Linked DNA regions of Rattus norvegicus: all the other regions are linked to region 1. Evidence: chromatin contacts called from public Hi-C data. All regions are on one chromosome and are shown on one strand. Each heading gives the region's core, a stretch centred on a gene start, on an enhancer-like site or on the middle of the called end of the contact. The rest is flanking DNA. Distances are from core to core; before and after follow the strand shown.

Region 1 (3,949 bases), core at 944-3,443:
TGAGGTAGAATACTGCTTCTGATGAGGAGTGAGAGCTATACAGCATATCCCCAAACTGTGGGAACCATAGTCATAGGAACAGCATTTTAAAGAGAACGGAGTTCAGCATGACTCGAAGGAAAGAGATAACTGCCAGCGATTGGCCCTTTAACTTGCCTAGGGTACCACATTTTAAACAAAAATTATTATATTGAATATGCTTCAGTGAATACTTTCAGAATAAAGATTGGAATTTGATACAGGATTAAATCCTTCAAATAGTAGAAAAACTCATAGATTGAAGGAATTTTTTTTCCCCATTTGAGATGGGACATAGGGACAACTCATCTTACCGACCACGCACTTGCTTTAGGACTACTTTCAAACTCAGTAATTAATATTATGCTTGTAGTAGATGACAATGTGGTTTACTGCCTGCATTTTTGTAACTGAATCAACAGCTACACAAACATATCATTTGTGCCATCCTCATAAATACTGAATTACTTTTAAGACTGGGCAAACTGACGTTATTTTTAAAATTAAATGAGATTTTTTAGCTATAGATTGAAAATTGCTGATCCACTTAAAGCTAAAGTCGGTATGGCTGCAAGGTTAAGTGCGGCTCACAGGTGGTCACATTTGATGTCCTACCTAGTAAGTCTCTAGGGGAGGGGGATTATTATGCACCACACAAACATTTTTACTCTGCAACACAATTCCATTGCAAGGTGCCAGTGGAAGGGAGCTGGGTCACTCTTCTGGAAAGGCGTGGAAAGGCAACTAGAGTTTTCTTTACAGCACTTAGAGAACACATACAGTCACTACAGATTTCATAAGGCAGTTACCGTTAGAGTTACTATCACATTAACAATAGTAAAATGCACTTTGTGTCAAAGCAATTCTCCTCCGAGGACCAGTTAAAGAATTGGCAAAGAGCCTGATTCTACATACACTGTCAGCATTTACATACCAAGTATTTCATACAGAAGACATCCATTTCAAAAATGTGAGGGAAAAGGTTCATAACTATAGCATCTAGAACAGTTCAAAATGGCTCAGATAGAACATTTTCCTTAAGAATTGGTAGCCTTGTTCTGGAAAGGAAATCACATTAGCGTTGCACTCAAGCACTTGCATAATACGCAATAATACAATAAGAAATGTGTCCCATCTCTATAGACTTTCTTTATGGCCAACTTTGTCACTTAGTTTCGTAACTTTCATCCAAAGTCCAAACAGAAGGCGGGCTAAGTGACTTAGCCTTGTTTGTTTTTAAGTGGCTTAATATTTCCCTTGATCTAAACAACAATGCACATGCTGGAATACAAACATGAACTGTGCAGTGCACGGGCTCCCATGGCCAGGGCAACTGCTTCTGGTCCCCACCAATTAAACTCTCACAAGCATGCACTTTGGTGAAAGAAGAGGATGCACAAAAGGTGGACTCTGGCAGGCAGCCCTGCTGTAGCTTAAAGTCATTCCAAGGACTAGTGGTTCAGAATCTAAACCCAGGGCAAATCAGTCTTTGGGGGCAACTCATAGGAACATCTTTCCATAGTGAACTAACAGCTAAATTTTAAGACAGCTACTTCAAGGTCACAGAACAGTCTGTGAAATAGTAAAATCCACCAAGATCCACATTCTCCACCCTACTGAACACGCTAATGACGTGAACTAACTTCTTGAAACTTTAAACAAACTGATGTGACAGGAACAGTCAGATGTGATTTCAATAGCAGATGGCAAACCGATGCTACCATCTAAAAAGTTACTTTCAGCCACACACAAGGAAATCGTAGAATCTAAAGAAAAGAATGCACAACAAGCCTTAACTTAAGCCTTCCAGAAAGGAGTTGGATAGACCCGGTGTCTGGAAGAGATCCGTGCAGATTTCAGAGACAATACACAGACTATTTCTATTCTTTTGGTGAAATGTCAGAGGTACTTACATGAAGGAAGACCCGACCAGATTAGTCCTTGGAATATTTTCCTTTCTTAAAAGAGAGGAAGAGAAAGAAAAAAAAATAACAATAATCTTTACTTCGTCCAGCCTTGAAGTACTTCTCCACCTGATTCAAAGCTGCAGGCACGGCGACCCACACAGAACCTTCAAAGTCAATCCAATAGCAGCCCGAAGATGTCTGGGTGTACGCGTGTGCTCAAGTGTCTGTGACTGCGAGGCGAGTGAGCTGAGAGCTGGAGACGAAGTGTGCGTGTGTGCGCACTCGAGGGGGGGGGAAGGGGAGGGCGCGCGCGGGATTGCGCATTCGCGCGCGCACCGAAGCCGCTGGAAGAGGAGGAGAAAGAGGAGGAGGAGGAAGGTGGAGGAAGAGAAGGAGGAGGTGGAAGAGGAGGAGAAAGTGGCTCTCTGTGGCCGGTGGGATTAAAAGTAGCCAGACTTGTCCAGAAAACTGCGTCCAGGAAGGAAGTGACAGGAGACGAATGGGAAAAGGAGAGCAGCTCCCAGCCTTAGATACGTCCTGTGAAAGAGCGGGGGGGGGGGGTGGGGGGGGTGGGGGGGAATGTAAGGATACTGGGAGGGGACGCGGGGGCGGCAAGCAAGACTGAGCACACGGGGGTTCTAAGCAGCACGTACGCGCCAGTGCTCCCCCCGTCCCCCAATTCATTTTATTCTTGCCTTTTCCTGGCGCTGCCTTTTCCTTTCCGTTTTTCTATCCCTACCAGCCCAAACCGTTGACTCTCCTCTCGAGCTGGGGAAATCATCAGTTTCACTCTTGCAAAAGGGGGGCGGGACTAGAACCTCGCAGCATTTTAATAAAACAAACATACTGCAGCTCCCTCCTCACCCCTCCAGTCTCAACTAGATTGATAAATTACTCCACTACACTACTTTAATTATGTATATGGTATGCAGAATAAATCACTGAACATCAGTACCTCAATCAAGCACTTTTAAATGATAATTGCATCTTGGTGAATCAATCTTTCCATTCCTGACATTTTGCTAATTTTAGTTTTACGGTGGGGTAATGGCACATGCCATACGCAAACCTAATGACAATTCTTTATTGCATGAAAGGGAAGACAACACGGGGAGCGGCGGCTCCCTGCCTCTCTCCCTGTTGCTAAAGAGGACGCTCGGAGGGGACGCTGGGCTGCTGCGCGCTCGCTCCCCCGGGAGGCTGCAAGGCAGCTAACAGGAAAGTCCTTCTGAAGTCGAGATCTTCCCTCTGACCAATAGGAGCGCGACCCTAAGAGCTGCTCTAGTGACTCCCCCCACCCCCTCCTTTGGATTCGCAGTAGCCACCTCATCCTTGCTCCGGTCCGCGCGCGCCTCCGTTACTCACGCGTAAAAGCCACGATCCAGGATGTCTGCAAGCCTCGATCCCAGCGTGCGCTTCCTGCCCGCCCAGAATGTACAAAGCTTTTGGCCTTGAGAGCCAGGAGGGCTAGGTTAGAACGTGAGCCGAAAGGAACCTCCAATGTTAGTAATAAAATAATTACAAGTTTTTGAAATCTCGACTTTATCCCGGGGCCATTAACTTTCGAGTCAATCTGGACAAATTTACCAAGGGGACAGCTTTCTCGAGAATACCCCCTCCTTCCCTCCAGGGTCTCCTCCACACCTTACTGGACTTTATCCAGGTCATTAGCAAGTAAACCAAAAACAACTTCCCAAATGCATTAGGCTCCCCTGACCGATAGCGGGTGACTTCACTTATCCTGAAGAGTTTCAGCTGCACAGGAAGCAAGAGCAGAGACTGATAAGGATACTTAGGTTAAGGTTTGAGCCTCTAGAATACTTTTCCATAGTAAAAATATAGGTTAACAAAGAATTGATACTTAGGGGAAAAGGTACTAGATATTGGGACCACACCCAAAAAGCTAAAGATTAAATATATCAACTAGTTATACACATCACCCCTATGTCTCCCCAAAATATTGAAAGATTGCATGGCCAGGAGTACTGTAGATCGTGTAAAACATAAAAAAAATTTTTTTTTAA
Region 2 (3,949 bases), core at 699-3,198, 60 kb before region 1:
TTTTCACACACAATGCATGCCTTCTCTCTTGTAACTGTCCCCTGAGCAGAAGCTCAGGCACGGGCCAGTGTCAGCTGAGGTGTACATGTACTGTTAGTTATTTTTATTTATTTGCTTTTGTAGACATATCACACTCTCCTAAGAACAGCGCCCTAAGGGAGAGCATTGATTTATGTAAAGGTGGCTTCTTAGGTTAAAGTAAATAAAATAATGCTACCAAGATTCAATCGAGAGTCAGTGGTTTCTACTGCCACCAACAAACCAGTGATGTTTTTGTGTGGTTCTGTAGCCCCGGCTGCCCTTAGACACTCAAGCCATTCCCACGAAAGCTAGTGGGAACCACACACAAGCATGAGTAGGCACACACTACATCTATATTTATAGATGTTTCAGTTTCCCAAAATGGGAAGTACTTTGGCTGGCAGCAGACACAGGTCTCCTCACAGCTAGAATAAAAATAATGGAACTCCAATTTCCACATAGACATTGCTACATAGGCAGTTTAAACACCAAGTTTTAAAATCCGAGGCCAGGCCCTGTGTAGTTCCTTTCATGGCAGGGAAATTAGTTTGGCTTACTGGGTCATGAAAAGGGTATTTTGGAATCTGTTTCCATCCATTCCCTTTCTCCACATTCTTTACATTCCTAGCCACCCCTGAAGAACCTACCTCTCTGTATGAACAATGGGGATCCTTGCTACCTACAGGGAAGAATTCTAAAGAAATGAAAGTGATGAACCTTTCAAACAGTAGCTACTACACCAGTAAGAACAGGGAGGCTGAAACCTTGAAGATTTCTGACTACCTCTGAGGGAACCCACATTAGTTTTTTTTAGAGTCTGAAATCACTGTATTTGAGGCCTAATTTTAATGAATTGTTTTTGTATTTAATGAATGGAGTGATTCTTAACCTACTTACCCTCCCCCATCCTATTTTTCTTCCTCCTGCTCCTCTCCCTCTTTTCTCTCTTCCTCTCCTCTCTTTACCTCCCTTCCCTCTCCCTTCCTCCCTCTTTCTCCATCCCTATCACTCCCTCTCTCTCCCTCTTTCTTTCCCTTTCTCTCTTCCTCCCTCTCTCTATTCCTTTCTTTTGGTCTCTCTGTCTTTCTGTCTCTCTGTCTCTGTCTCTCTCTTTCTCTCTGTCTCTCTTTCTTTTTTCTTTCTGTTTGTCTTCTATTTTTCCAGAACTGGCAGAAAAAAAAGTTTCTGTAGATGCTTAAGCATTCTGTGTCTGAGTAACTTGACCTAAAGCCATAGTTTAACAATAAAGTAATTGTCATTTCTTTTAAACTATGTTGAAACTTATACACTCAACTAACTCTATTTTCAATGTTCTTCCATTCTCTCACCTAGAATTACTAATATAACGTCTTTATGTGAAAGCATCTTAAACCCTCTCCTCTTCCCTCTCTGCTACCAAGATGATCTCCAGTCTTTTAAGTTAAGGGAGGTGACTGAGTAAGGAGTGAAAGGAGGAGCAGCTCCTGGAGACAATGTGCTCTGTAATAATCCATGAGCCACTGGGTCTTCCCATGTGTTTAACCGGTTAGGGATGGAGTCAAGAGTCTGTAACGACAATCTCTAATTGTAAAAAGGGAAATGGCCTTCTAAATGCTCCAGGATGCCTCCCTTGTTCCTGTCAGTAAGTAAAGGCACAACTGTTCTGAGGATTCCTCTTCAGTTTTATTTTGTTTAATTCAGTCTGTCATTAGAAAGGCTACGAGCTCTAGGCCTGATGATTACTCTCAGCGGGAGGAGGCTGCCACGACAGACTTGTGTTCTAGACAAGCACTCCTTTATACAATGAAGGGGCCTGCCATCCTAAATGAAAGGCTCTTTAAAGAGCAGTGAGGGGCTCTTTTAAGCAGACTGCTACCATGTGCTTGTAACCCTCCAGCACAACTTGCGACCAAGAGACAGCAGTGTGTGCTGTTGCAAAGGAAACCATTGTCCTCCTTAGCCTCCAGCAAACTGGGCTGTGTTTCAGCGAAATGCAGTAGCACTTCCACAGGATGTGTAAGCAGTGGTCCCTAACTGTCTCTACACAATAAACTGATTAAAATGAGGGCCTCAGGGAAAAGAACTCTATGAGCCCCTTACCCTAAGTCAACATACACGATTCCTAAATACAAATTTAAATCTTGCACGTTGCATGGTATTTTGAGGGTGGATAATAAATATGAGATTGGATACCAAACAAAGGAGTGTCCGTTGAAGAGTTTGGGCTTTAAAAGTTGTTTCTGTGGATTTCTGATACAGTGGATTATGTGAGGACAGGGCAGGGGCCAGTATCAGTCATTGAGTTTGTCTGAGTTTAAGAGTGGGCCTTGCAAATTCTGGTAATGCTTTATATTCTAAAGGAGAATTCTATCCTTAATGTTTTAAACTTGGTTGTATGGGCTGTTCAGGTCTGATTGGTCTCTTAAAAAGCTCACTTCTCTTGTAAGTACAATCTCTAGAGTGGTTACAGGTTGTACTTCAGCTACTAAAGATACCAATTTCATGTGGAAAAGAATCAGATAAGACAGATTACTATCCGGAGGGCCAAAGCCTGTTTACTAGTTCAACACAGTCAAAATATACCTAAGTTAAAGGTCAAAGAATCCTACATTCCCTGCTGAGCTAACTCAGGAAACACATTTGTCTACGCTTTCCTGTCATAACAGGAAGAGAGTAACTTCTTCCTTCCCACAGTGGCTTCAGTTTTACCTCCCAACTCCAATATTTTCTCCCTCAGGGCCTTCCAAATCAATCCTTGCAAGACAGAAGGCAGGAGGCTGCCTCAGCTGTAGTTTCCAAACAGTTACATTTGTTGAAATGTTATTTAAATGTTAGTGATTTCTTAAGCTAAACTGTTCCAATTTGAAATTAAGAGTCGAATTTCCAAACATCTAAATTGGTTTCTCTTATTCCCATTAATGGTCTAACATATTTCAAGAGAAACACATACGCACTGCGGATGGGGAATTCTTAATCCTCTGTTTAATTACGTTATTTATTTGAAGTTTTAGTCTTGCTATCATTTTTGGAAAAATATAGCTTCCAAGTGTTTTTCAAAAAGTACAGTGGGTCATAAACTTTAGAATAATGCTTTCACCGTGACTTTGAAATTATTCCATTTTAAATGAATAGCATACTGCTAAAGGGAGTTTTGACTGCAAAGGGCATGGTTTTGAAAACATTTGCCAGTGTTTCTTTTAATTCAGAGTATGGGAAACGCTCTTACTTTACGTCGTATACTTGTACTGTTCATATCTAACTGTTGGTCCTCAGGAAAGCTACCTCACATTTGATGTGTGCTTGTACACTTGAGGGGAGAAATGTTGGGAGCATGTGTTCACAGAGACAAATAGGGCATTTTCTGTCAGCTTTCTTCAAAAAAAAATGTTGAAAGTTTTGAGGTATAGGAAAATATCCTTTCAACTTTGAGGTTGTTTATCTCTGAATAGAAATTATGTCAGAATCATAAATTAGGACAGATGTGGGCTAACCTAAGAAAGCAACCTAAACATGTAGAAAAAGCACTTATTCCTTAGATCAAAGAATCTTAACCTCTCTTAGATTTCCTATTAGAGGAAACCTAATGAATGTGCTTAAGAGTTGGGGCAATACTTTTCTGACTGCAGGGAGCAGATCTAGCTGAATGTATAAAGCACACCCATATGGGATGGATATGTGGATGCTGCATGTTAACTCCATGATTCGGAAACCACTTGTCAATGATTTCTTAATTACTAAAACAAAGGAACTAACCTGGCATCCTTTTAATCACACGTGAGCACCCTCACAACTCCTTCTTACTTTTGCTCTTTATTAAGAAGTTTCCAAATATCACAAACAACATTTCCCTGCTTCGGGTTTTCCTTGCTAGTCTCTCCAAGAATAAATAATTTACTGTTTCCATCATGATTTTAAGGTTAGTTAGTAAAGAATGGGGATGCATAGGGGG
Region 3 (3,949 bases), core at 719-3,218, 41 kb before region 1:
CTCGGTGTAATCCTTGCAATGATGTTCCCAGGCCTTCCTCTGAGAACAGGTAGCCTCAGGATTTAGAGCTCATTGGCTGTGTATTACCCCAGGGAAATAGCTGATTAAAAACAGCCTCCTGAGGAGATCAGCGCCTAGTCACATCTGGCTTTGTTAACATCTGGCTCATCTTATCTAAACTCCTGATGCCTATGTGGAAATCGACCTCTGGCTTTGACTTGGAGAACTGCAGTTCATCGAGAGCCCTTCACATGACATGTTGAGGCAGAAAACACTTAAATGAATCCCAATACTACTGATATTCGATGCAGGCACTGAAGACCTTAATCAATTACCTTGACTAATTTCCCATGATTATAGACAAATGCACTGCGTTTTTGTATCTGTTCTAATTATAGCTATCACTGATCATCTGTTGGTATTTGATACAAGCTATCTGTCACAGCTCTCAGAGCAGATGGATTAGAACATTTCTGTTCATCTGAATCATACATTAAGGTTGACACTAGGACAGAGAAATGGAAAGGCTGTTATACATCTTATGTGATGCTGACCTCCATGAACATGTCTCTTTTCATTACTTGACTGATAATGTAAGATTGAAGAAGAAAAAGAATATAAGGAACAACAGAATTTTTAACATCCCAACACATTTGTCTACACCTAGAAAAGCACTTAACATCCAATTTCTTTATAACAGCTGACTTTCTACCTCCTCATCCTCTCAGATAACTTGCTTCCCTCACAGAGGATCATTCAAAATGTCTGCTGCAACATGCTGATGATGTCGAAAGTGCTAGTCGGATTTACAACTGACTGACTTAAAATGTGGAATAAATGTTCTGAAATCCCAGTAAAGCAAAGCAGACGCTGGGACGTTGTATTATGAAATATTCTTCACTGTATTATAGTAATCTCCAATAAGATTTGATGTTAATTTTAGAGCATGTGTCTGCTAAAAAGGGCAAACCCTGCAACAGATTTAGTACAAAGAAGCTGAAAATATCCTGTGGAAAAAAAAATCTGTAGCAAAATCAGCCAGCCCCAATCCTGCCATTACTCAGCACTGCAGTGACGTGCGGATGTTTGTAGTGGTTTGAGTTGCCAGCAGGGGTGGAAACTTGACGTACTCAACTCCAACATGATTGCAATTGAACCTCATCAAAGTAAGAGCTCATAATTTGTCACAGAAAACAGCCAATTAACATATGTTAGAAAAAGGCTTCATAAAGATAATATATGATTAAAGACCCAGCACAGCTGTTGAAACTCAAAACTATGCATTTAAAAAAGAAATCTCAGCCCAAGCTTCCGTATGGTTAAACTGATAATGGCTACTATAATTTTTTTTCCAAGTAGAAAAATATAATTACAGTGCTTCTTATAAGTTTGGGGTTGTGGCAAGGGAGAACTGGGTACCGTGGCGGTATTTACCACGCCTTACTCAGTTCTATAAATAGTTGGAGCCCTTGCCAACACTCTGTAGTTACTTTGTTATAGAGCTATTTTAAAACACAGACCTTCATTGTGAGCTAAACGGCCTTCAGGATGCACTTTGTAGTCAGTGCATTCCTCTCGGAACTGTATCCTTCCTTTATCTGCGAAACTCCAGGACAACCAGACTCTCCGCACTGCAAAACATGCCAGGGCTGTGTAGCACACAGATTTAACACTACAGAACGCTTGTCGGGGGTGGGGTGGGGTCAGCAAGGGCACCAGCAAACTTCAGCAATGAGATTAAAGTACAGCAGGCTCTTCAGGAGGATAGAGTTGCAGCCTCAGCCATCGATTTGGAGACGGCTCATCGCTGACACACATTAGGTGCATCCTGATAGCACATTTTAAACAAGGTTTGGGCTTGGATTACAAAAAAGAACCAAATTCTAGCTTAATTGTCATCATGCACAGCATACCATGGGTCAAACTCATGGTGCTTAAAAATACAGGAAAATGTCTGATTGTTAGTCACAGAGAGCAACAGGCATGAATCAAGATAGCTCAATACCAGGGACATCACTGGGAATGTAACAGAGAGGGTCTGGGCTCTGTGAAACTTATACATGCTTGCTTTCTGCGACAAGTGTCAATGCAGGAGCTCAAACACCCTCGATGATTTAGATAGTGAACCTCTATGGAGAAAATACTATAGAACAGCGGGACAAGGGGTACATTGCTATGGAATGGAGGAGGTGGGCTTTCACTCAACAGCCTAATAAGGCAGTGTTACTTTAGAAGACACCAGGAAGATGTAGGGTAACCATAGAGAGGTGTTATGACAACAAACACTCCTGCCCTCTCCTGTCACAGGTGTTGCAAACCTAGTTAAATTACAGTCTCCTAACCTTTGGTATCCTTAACGGAAAAGTGGAAATAATATACAAAATATGTAAATAATATGTAAAATAGAGCCACAATTTTTTTTTGTAAAAAAAATCAGTTTAGTAAATTTGTTGTTTAAATTTCTTTTTAAATCGTGGTGGCATATAATTAAAAAAATACTTTTAAAGCACAGACAAAACAGTAGGAATTCAAAAGCCTCTAAATTGACCTCAATTGGACTCAATGATACTTCTTGCTTCGATATACAGTTATTGTATGAAAACATGGTCAACTGGTTGAAATTGTTCCCAGGAACGTTGTTCCTTTTTCAGTTGTGAGTGCGGATAGCACCATGACCATCTGACAATATACTCAAGATTACTCCAAACTCAAATCACAGTATTGTATAGAGACCTGTTTTCCTTTGTGCGTAACTTCTCTTGCACATCGCTGGTGTAACTCAGTCATTTGCTCAGTTGATCCATTCTCTTTCTCAAAAGACCTAACATGGATGTAATCCGCAGTTTTGATTGTCATCTCAGTAACACCTGAAAATCCCAGTGTTTCCTGTATCTGAAATACTCGTGTACCTAAGGAGAGGTGTTACATAGCCTAAAGCCAACAGATTAATTTCCAACTGAAAATGAAAAGATAAATTGAATTGTCCACTACTTTTTAAGTCGAAGCATTTTAATAGGGGGAGAACCAGTTGAAGGATTATGTCTTGATAAGTATGGAGTTAACGCAATTCACTTTAATTTAAAAAAATTATGATGCAGAAATGCCCCCAAAAGGACAGTATACTTTTAAGGGATGGAGATAAAATTTTCCTTTGCAATATAATGTCAAAGAAAGTAAAGTCCACAATTTTTACCGTTCCCTTGCTCTCACTTTTTAGAAGTAGTTATACAAACTTGATCCTTTATAGTTGGCCTCTTTCTTCTTTCTTATTTCATGAACATAATGAGTTTCAAAATAAGTTGTATGATTTGCCATGCAGTCTAAATTAATACTCACATATAGGAAGGGCCTAAAGAAGAATCATAAACTTAGAAGTATTTACACGACAGAACTGTGGTCTTTCTCTGCCCAAATCATGAAATACTTGATTTTTTAATCTTAAAACACTGAACATTATCCTTAACGCTAACCAGTATTTTACATGGCATCTTCTCCTCTCTTTCCTAAGTACTAAGATACCCTTCATGCTACATCTACATCACCCCACAACCAGGTCTCCACTGTAGGACAGTCGTGTAAGGAGTGTCTTTTCTACTGTAGCGGCCCTGTTCCAGGCTCCTCTCATTTCACCACCTTTATCTCCCTTTGCACGTGTTTAGAACTGAGGGGATATGGTGAGTGAAACTGTCAAAGAGCTAGGAATAGAGGTGTCCTCAGACAAGCAAAATGCTTCCTTTATAATATCCAGGCAAGCACATTGCAGTGGAAAGGCGCCTGGGCCAGAGCTGAGCTGAGACAGCTCCTGGAGCCCAAGGCCTGGCGGAGGCTCCTTATCTCTGTGTGTCTACACATTCTGTCCTGGGCCGTTTTCAAGGATAGATCAAGTCATCCTTGGCAGATAGTATTAAATGGAAAGTATGACGGTACTTCCCCCCCATAGAAAAGGATC

The links. Hi-C and Micro-C count contacts between places; a contact is called where the count stands out from the background.
Region 2: a contact with region 1 is called in a Hi-C map of Schwann cells, with 4 times the contacts expected there. The contact joins the enhancer-like site here to the promoter of Mef2c in region 1. A contact is called at or near these places in 2 of 12 Hi-C or Micro-C datasets (Schwann cells and psoas muscle).
Region 3: a Hi-C map of the A7r5 cell line shows a contact between it and region 1, with 2.7 times the contacts expected there. The contact joins the enhancer-like site here to the promoter of Mef2c in region 1. A contact is called at or near these places in 3 of 12 Hi-C or Micro-C datasets (the A7r5 cell line, the Rat2 cell line and psoas muscle).

What each region holds. Positions count from the first base shown.
Region 1 is chr2:15,727,259-15,731,207 of GRCr8, reverse strand. Mef2c (myocyte enhancer factor 2C) reads right to left here and starts at 2,193. Exons shown (of 11, transcript NM_001399397.1): 1 at 1,932-2,193.
Region 2 is chr2:15,786,815-15,790,763 of GRCr8, reverse strand. All of the region lies in intron 2 of Mef2c (myocyte enhancer factor 2C), which reads right to left. Among named protein-coding and RNA genes, the nearest start is that of Mef2c, 60 kb to the right of the region's middle. Within about 2 kb of position 1,948, at least 3 of the 93 cell types and tissues checked have an H3K27ac peak or open chromatin away from gene starts, as enhancers often do. A contact at or near this core is called in Schwann cells, where this site is marked.
Region 3 is chr2:15,767,545-15,771,493 of GRCr8, reverse strand. The region is part of intron 1 of Mef2c (myocyte enhancer factor 2C); the gene reads right to left. Among named protein-coding and RNA genes, the nearest start is that of Mef2c, 41 kb to the right of the region's middle. Within about 2 kb of position 1,968, at least 24 of the 93 cell types and tissues checked have an H3K27ac peak or open chromatin away from gene starts, as enhancers often do. A contact at or near this core is called in the A7r5 cell line, where this site is marked.